Regions from separate parts of the Mus musculus genome. Here region 2 is linked to region 1. Evidence: chromatin contacts called from public HiChIP or PLAC-seq data. All regions are on one chromosome and are shown on one strand. The core of a region is the stretch at or near the end of the contact, and the rest is flanking DNA. Distances in the headings are between cores, read along the strand shown.

Region 1 (3,100 bases), core at 342-2,841:
TCTTGCCAAAAATCTAAATTGGAAATGCTTGTTATTGTCACATGGAAACACAGACGACCCTCCTGCCATGTTACTCATTAGCTCTCCAACTGAAAATAGCTGGGTCTGTTGGAGTGTGTACATCTTTTCCACTCCAGCACCCACCCCACTAGACCAGTGAAGTCGGAATCCCTACCTCTCTGTGCTTTTAATCTCCCAGTAGAACTGACTCTTTTTAAATGTTTGGAAATTTAAACTTAGAGAGTTGTTACTCTCAATTCTAAGCATGTCTTCTAAATCTCAACGTCTCTCCTGGAAGCAGCCAGAATAAGCCACTGCCTGCTCATGTTGGCAAAATTAGCTGCATGAAACAGCATTCTGTCTCCCAGTTTAAGTTTCCATTTCACCAAGTTTGCCTGCAAAGTTGACAGGAACTGTGTAATAGCAGAAGGGAATTAAAAGTAACAGCTAAATGAAACTTGGAATTATGACTTAGTCATTAATTGAATCTTGCATGTTGTATGCCAGGCTATACTAGGTGTTCAGTAAGAAAGTGTTGAAAACATTGGGAATAACATATATATACACCGCTTTTGGCATTGATGCCTCTTCTATAAAGATCCTGCCTCTGGGCAGTGTTTTAAACGGTTCTAACTATGGTAAAAAATAAAGTATGTTTTCTCAGTGAAAGCAATCTTTTATTGTAGGGAGAGGAGAGAAACAAAAGAAAGGAGATATAAATGGAAAGAGAGAAAGGGAGAGAGAGGGGAGGAATGAGAAGAGAATACACGGTGATATTATGTTCACTACAAAACAAATCCAAAGGCTGGAGGCAGAGCTCAGCTGGCAGATGGCATGGGGTTGACTCAACATTATATGACAGTACGCCGAGGGTGTGTGTGTGTGTGTGTGTGTGTGTGTGTGTGTGTGTGTGTGTTCACTCAACACTATATGAACCTGGCTTCGAGAAATCTTACAGTCTGGGGAAGTGGAGACAGGAGCATCAGATGCTCAGAGTTACCATCAGGTATGTAGTAAGTTCCAGGTTAGCGCATGAATCGCTGACTCGACACTATGCGACAGATGGGCTTCCTTCTTCGGGGTGTAACCTTCCTCTCTTTCTACATTCTTGGCGGGAAAAACCAAGTTTGGAGAGAGGCAGAAAGCCTACATTCTTAACATCTTCACTAAGGAAGAGAGTGATGAGACCGGAAAAGTCAACTGTTGACAGAAAAAGTACTAGTTTAAAAGTTGCACTTGTGGCTGTCAGTAAAAATAAAGAGAAAAGAAAAGAAACGGCAAAGCCAGGGAGGGATGGGAATGGGTGGCGGGTGGAAGGGGGGGGGGTGCAGTAGTTGAGCAATGAAGGAAAACCAGCCACAGAGTGTTCTGTGCCATCTGTTGATTCTCCTGCTCTCTTCTCACTCGCTCCAGTAGCTTCCAACGTTTCGGGATGGACAAGGGGCATCGTCTATGGGCAGACCCACAGAAAGATGGTCTTTCACCTGCACTGAGGAGTCTCACTGGGGACCCCAGGGAGCCGCCCCGCAGCAAAGCCGCCCTTCTCGGGTCCATCCTTTTCCTCGCAGAAAGGAGGGCGGAGAGCCAGCGCCTCCCCGGCCTGGGCCCGCCCTCAACCAGCAAGCATGGATCTCCGGCTGCGACTGCCTGGCGAACAGAGGAGGAAAGCACAGATGGCTAGAACTAAGTCAGCCACCCAAGGGCACGCTGGAGCAGCTGCAGCACCCACAGGGGACACGTGCGCTCTGCGATCGCCGCCCAGGACTCTGTGAATGTCCCCAAGCGCTTCGGGGTAGAGAAGGAATTGCTGAAGAGGAGGCCGGCTGGGGCAGGATCCTTTCTCACTTCGGGGGCCCGGAGAGGGGTCAAGAAGATTGACAAACGCTCAGCGGAAAATGGGGAACTAGCCTTGAAAAGGTAGGAGTAGCGGCCAGCAGGAAGAAGGTCCCCTCGGCTCAGCCTGTCATTCATCCATAAGCAAGGGGTTCCTTGGGGCAACTTGGCAAGGCTTCCCGGGTGCCTGGAACGCTGGACCGATGTCAGTCCCACCACGCCTGGTGCTTGCCTGCGCATGGACACAGTCCTGCTCCCCGAAGATGTGGAGGATGATATGACTGCCAGACGTTCCTGTCCTGTGTGGCTCTCAGTCCCTTTCTTGTCCTTTATTATTTTTATTATTTCTTCGTGAGAACTTTTGGGTGAAGATGCTAACTTTTTTTTTCTTTCCTGCAAGCTGCCGGGTGATGTTAGGAGGTAAAAGAAAAATTGAAAAGTAAAGAACTGCAAGTCAGTGAAGAGGACATCTGCTCCCTTCTAGTTTTTCCAATGTTCATGAGTTAAACCGTTACCTCCAGAGGATTGAAGTTGTGGGAAGTGGTGGCATCTGGGGAAGGGAGCAGGATTCCCTCGCAGCCTTCCTTCAGCTGTCTCTACCCCTTCGCATGTATGAGTGGACCAGCAGCAGCAAAGGGGGCAGGGTTCTGCTTGTGGAGTCTCCTGTGGGACCAGAGTGAATGGCCCCCAGGGACAGTGCGGAGCCTCTGCCTCCGCTATCTCCACAGGCCTGGGCCTGGTCTGGAAAGTTCTTAGCGATGGGTGCCCTGGCAGGCTTCTCGGTCCTCAGCCTGCTCACCTATGGCTACCTGTGCTGGGGCCAGGACTTAGAAGAGGAGGGGTCCCTAAAAGCTCAAGTTGATGAGAGACCTGAAGCAGGCACAGCAGGCACCTCCCAGCCCCATCTCATTTTTATCTTAGCTGATGATCAGGGATTTAGAGATGTGGGTTACCACGGATCTGAGATAAAGACGCCCACCCTTGATAAACTCGCTGCAGAAGGAGTTAAGCTAGAGAACTACTATGTCCAGCCTATTTGCACACCGTCCAGGAGCCAGTTTATTACCGGAAAGTAAGTGTTACCACTTTTATGTATTACTTGGAAAACTCTTAGGCCTTTATTTAAAACTGGTTTCTAATTTAAGAGAGGATCTAAAAGTATGTGGGAAACAATCCAATGAATGAACAAGAGAATGCATGAATGAATGAATGAATGAATGAATGAATGAACAGCCCCTCGCATTAGTGTCAATACCCCGGCCCTAAT
Region 2 (3,100 bases), core at 318-2,817, 210 kb after region 1:
TTGCTCTCAGGTCTAAGTGGTGAGTCTATCTATTGTTGATGTTGTCCTAGCTGCTGCTATTCTTCACTGACATCAGGACTCACATTGTTTAGCCTTGCAACATGGACCGAGCCTCAGTGGCTCTCTAGGTCCTCCAAGCCCTGGGGTGAATAGTAACTGCTGAGGCAGTTATAGCCTGGGCCCCTTCCTGACCCCTCCTGTATGAAAACTGCCACTGTTTAGTTACCTAGTAAGCCAAGCTAATAAATCTCCTTTTAATACATCTTAATTCTATCGGCTCAGTTCTGTTCCTCTAGAGAACCCTGATTAACATTATCATAATACGACCTGCTAGTAGTTATAAAAACAAGTAAATTTTGTTATTGTTATTGCTGTTTATTTTTTCAAAAAAGAGTTTCTCTGTGAGGCCTTGCCTATCCTGGGACTTGCTCTGCAGACCAGGCGAGCCTCAATCTCACAGAGATCCTGCCTGCCTTTGACTCCTGAGTTCTGAGATCAAAAACATGTGCCACCACTGCCCAGCTAAAAAAAATTAAATTTAAGTTATATATTCTGACTAATATACTCCATGAAACAATAAAGTACTTATTGATCGTACAAAACTAATCGTGGTGGCTTTAGTTTTAAGTAATAAAGGAAAATAAGATTTATCTAATGTATTACAAAGATTATACTCTTACTGGAATTACATGATTATTCTGAGTCCACATGTATGTTTTGTATTATTAAATGACAAATTTTAAGTTGCACACCACTTTATAAGGCAGATATCCTTCAGATTTTAAGTTAAACAACATTTGCAATTTTAAAAAAATGAGAGACCAATCACCCTCTTTAGTTTTGATAACAGGCAAAAGCAGATTATTTTTAAATGACTATCTATAGATAATTGCAGTACTTCTATGTAATTGATTTAAGAGCATTATAATATTTGCAATAAAAACAGTATTAAAATAATAATAATGGGTGGCTCTATTCTGTGTTTTCTTGACACTCTGAAAAGAAAGTTAGCTTGTGTATTCAATTATGTTTAAAACAAAACATTCTTCCTTCACTGCTATTGAAAACACATATAGTACTATTGAAAGCAAAGTAACCTGTTATTCTTAATTCATGCTATTTAAGGAAACCCCATAGGCCTTTTTTATTCATCTAGAGTAAGTAAGTATTCACTTATATCTTAAGTAAGTCACCAACTAATGACTTTCATGTGTCTGTTTTGATTTTCTTGACTACATCTTCCAGCTTAAGTTACATCTAGAAATGTGAGGAAGAGGACTGCTGCTTTTTCTTTAACTGTACCCATAGACTGTACCCTCTTTGTATGTGAGGACAGAGTAACCAGTGGAAAAAAATAAACAAAAAACCTTAACATGTCTACTTCATATGTGCACAGTAGACATCCAGAGAGTGAGTATCTCAGAAAAATGGTTTTTATTTTCAGTTTATATACTTGTGTTTTTTAAGCATTTTCTCTTTATTTTTATATTTTATGTGTATATGTATGCCACAAATGTGGGTGCCCTCAGAGGCCAGAAGAGGGCACTAGATACTCAGAGCTGGACCTATAGGTAGTTGTAAACTTCCCAACATGGTACCAGGAAGCCGGCTCCTGCCCTCTGGCAGAGTGTAAGTGCTCTTAACCACTGAGCCAGGCATCTTTTCAGCCCCCAAAACAGCACATTTTTACAGACATAAGAAGGCAAAGGAAAACAACTTAGAGACTGTGGACAGCAACCTCGGCATAAGCAAGGGAATGGCAGGTGAAGCCACTTCATGTAGGTCCTTTTGGTATCTTCTCCAGATGTATCGATCTAAGGCTTTACTAAGCTTTACTAATTTATGTCCTTTGGGGCAAATAAATGAAGAACAGAGAGCACCCCCACATCTATGCCTCTAAGCAAAACTCTTTCTTTAGGGCTATATATTTTGGTCACCTACAGTAATAGTATAGGGTTCAACTTGTAAAAAGAAAAAGGAAGGGCTATCAGATAAAATACATAATTTCCAGTAAGACGCTAATTTCAGACAATGGAGATATATATATATATATGGTATGTATGTGGTATATATATGTGTGTGTATATACATATATCTGTGTGTGTATGTGTTCATATATATGTTTTATATATATATATATATTTATACACACACATATGTGTGTATGTGTTTCTGTGTATGTGTGTGTTCAGTGCAATTTATCACAGGTACATTCTTGCACTAAATAATATTTATTATTAATATGAAACTCAATTTAAGCGAGGAGCTCTGAATTTTTATTTGATTAATTTGAAAATTTCATAAAGAATTTGTAAGAATTTTGAAGAGAAATCTAAGACTATTTTTTTTTAACCAATCATACCACTAGTAACTGAAAAAGAGATGGATCTCAGAATCCCTTGAAAATGCGTGGCTCACCTATAAAGGATTTTCTACACATAGCAAAAAAGAAGCCTAGCACTTCCTCTAGATCTAGATCATTTCCACGTTTTTGGCATATTTCCCATTCTGGCATAAACATCACAAGTAATTTAGTGTTAGAAATTTTTCATGTTTGAGAACAATCTGAAATAGGAAAATGATGAAGAGCTATTCTGAATTATACTCTTTCCTTCAAAATCTATACAAATTGCAATCAAAACCAAACAAACTCATATACCCATACCTTCTGAACCAGAGGTAAGACACACAAAACAGCACATCCAAGCAAACTTGAACTTGTTAAAGGTTGAACCGTATTCACTTGAGGGTAACGGCATGAGTTAGACTCAAAACATTCAAACCCATGGCAAATTTGATGGGGACTCTGGCCATATGCTTTCTTTTAGAAACTCAGAGAGGTGCTCTTGCTAGGTCAGCTCAGCTTTGAGGGTTCAGAGCTCGGCTAGCAGAAACCGTGTCCCTCAGCTGGACAGTCTTGCATAGTGACTAAGCCACCTGTATAACCTTGTCATTTGCTGCCATGCAAAATAGAAAGTCAAGCATGAAAAGAAGTGCAAGCTGGCAAATTCTTAGATCTTTGATGATCTAATGATCTAGTTCTGAATTACAAGCCTCTCTGGGACAAAAGTTATTACTCTTTTTCTTTATTTCTTCTTTC

Evidence for each region. HiChIP or PLAC-seq counts read pairs in DNA pulled down with a chosen protein or histone mark.
Region 2: a contact with region 1 is called in a CTCF HiChIP or PLAC-seq map of pro-B cells, with 6 times the contacts expected there. The contact joins the enhancer-like site here to the promoter of Arsj in region 1. A contact is called at or near these places in 3 of 39 promoter capture datasets (the 3T3-L1 cell line, embryonic stem cells and stem cell-derived epiblast-like cells), 1 of 15 datasets of contacts at CTCF or cohesin (pro-B cells), 3 of 115 datasets of contacts at active chromatin or transcription factors (astrocytes, embryonic stem cells and large pre-B cells) and 1 of 9 other capture datasets (embryonic stem cells).

Annotation. Positions count from the first base shown.
Region 1 is chr3:126,362,261-126,365,360 of GRCm38.p6, forward strand. It overlaps Arsj (arylsulfatase J), which reads left to right and starts at 1,592. Exons shown (of 2, transcript NM_173451.3): 1 at 1,592-2,905. The coding sequence starts at 2,514.
Region 2 is chr3:126,574,569-126,577,668 of GRCm38.p6, forward strand. No RefSeq gene overlaps it. Among named protein-coding and RNA genes, the nearest start is that of Camk2d, 21 kb to the right of the region's middle. Within about 2 kb of position 1,568, at least 1 of the 459 cell types and tissues checked has an H3K27ac peak or open chromatin away from gene starts, as enhancers often do. A contact at or near this core is called in pro-B cells, where this site is marked.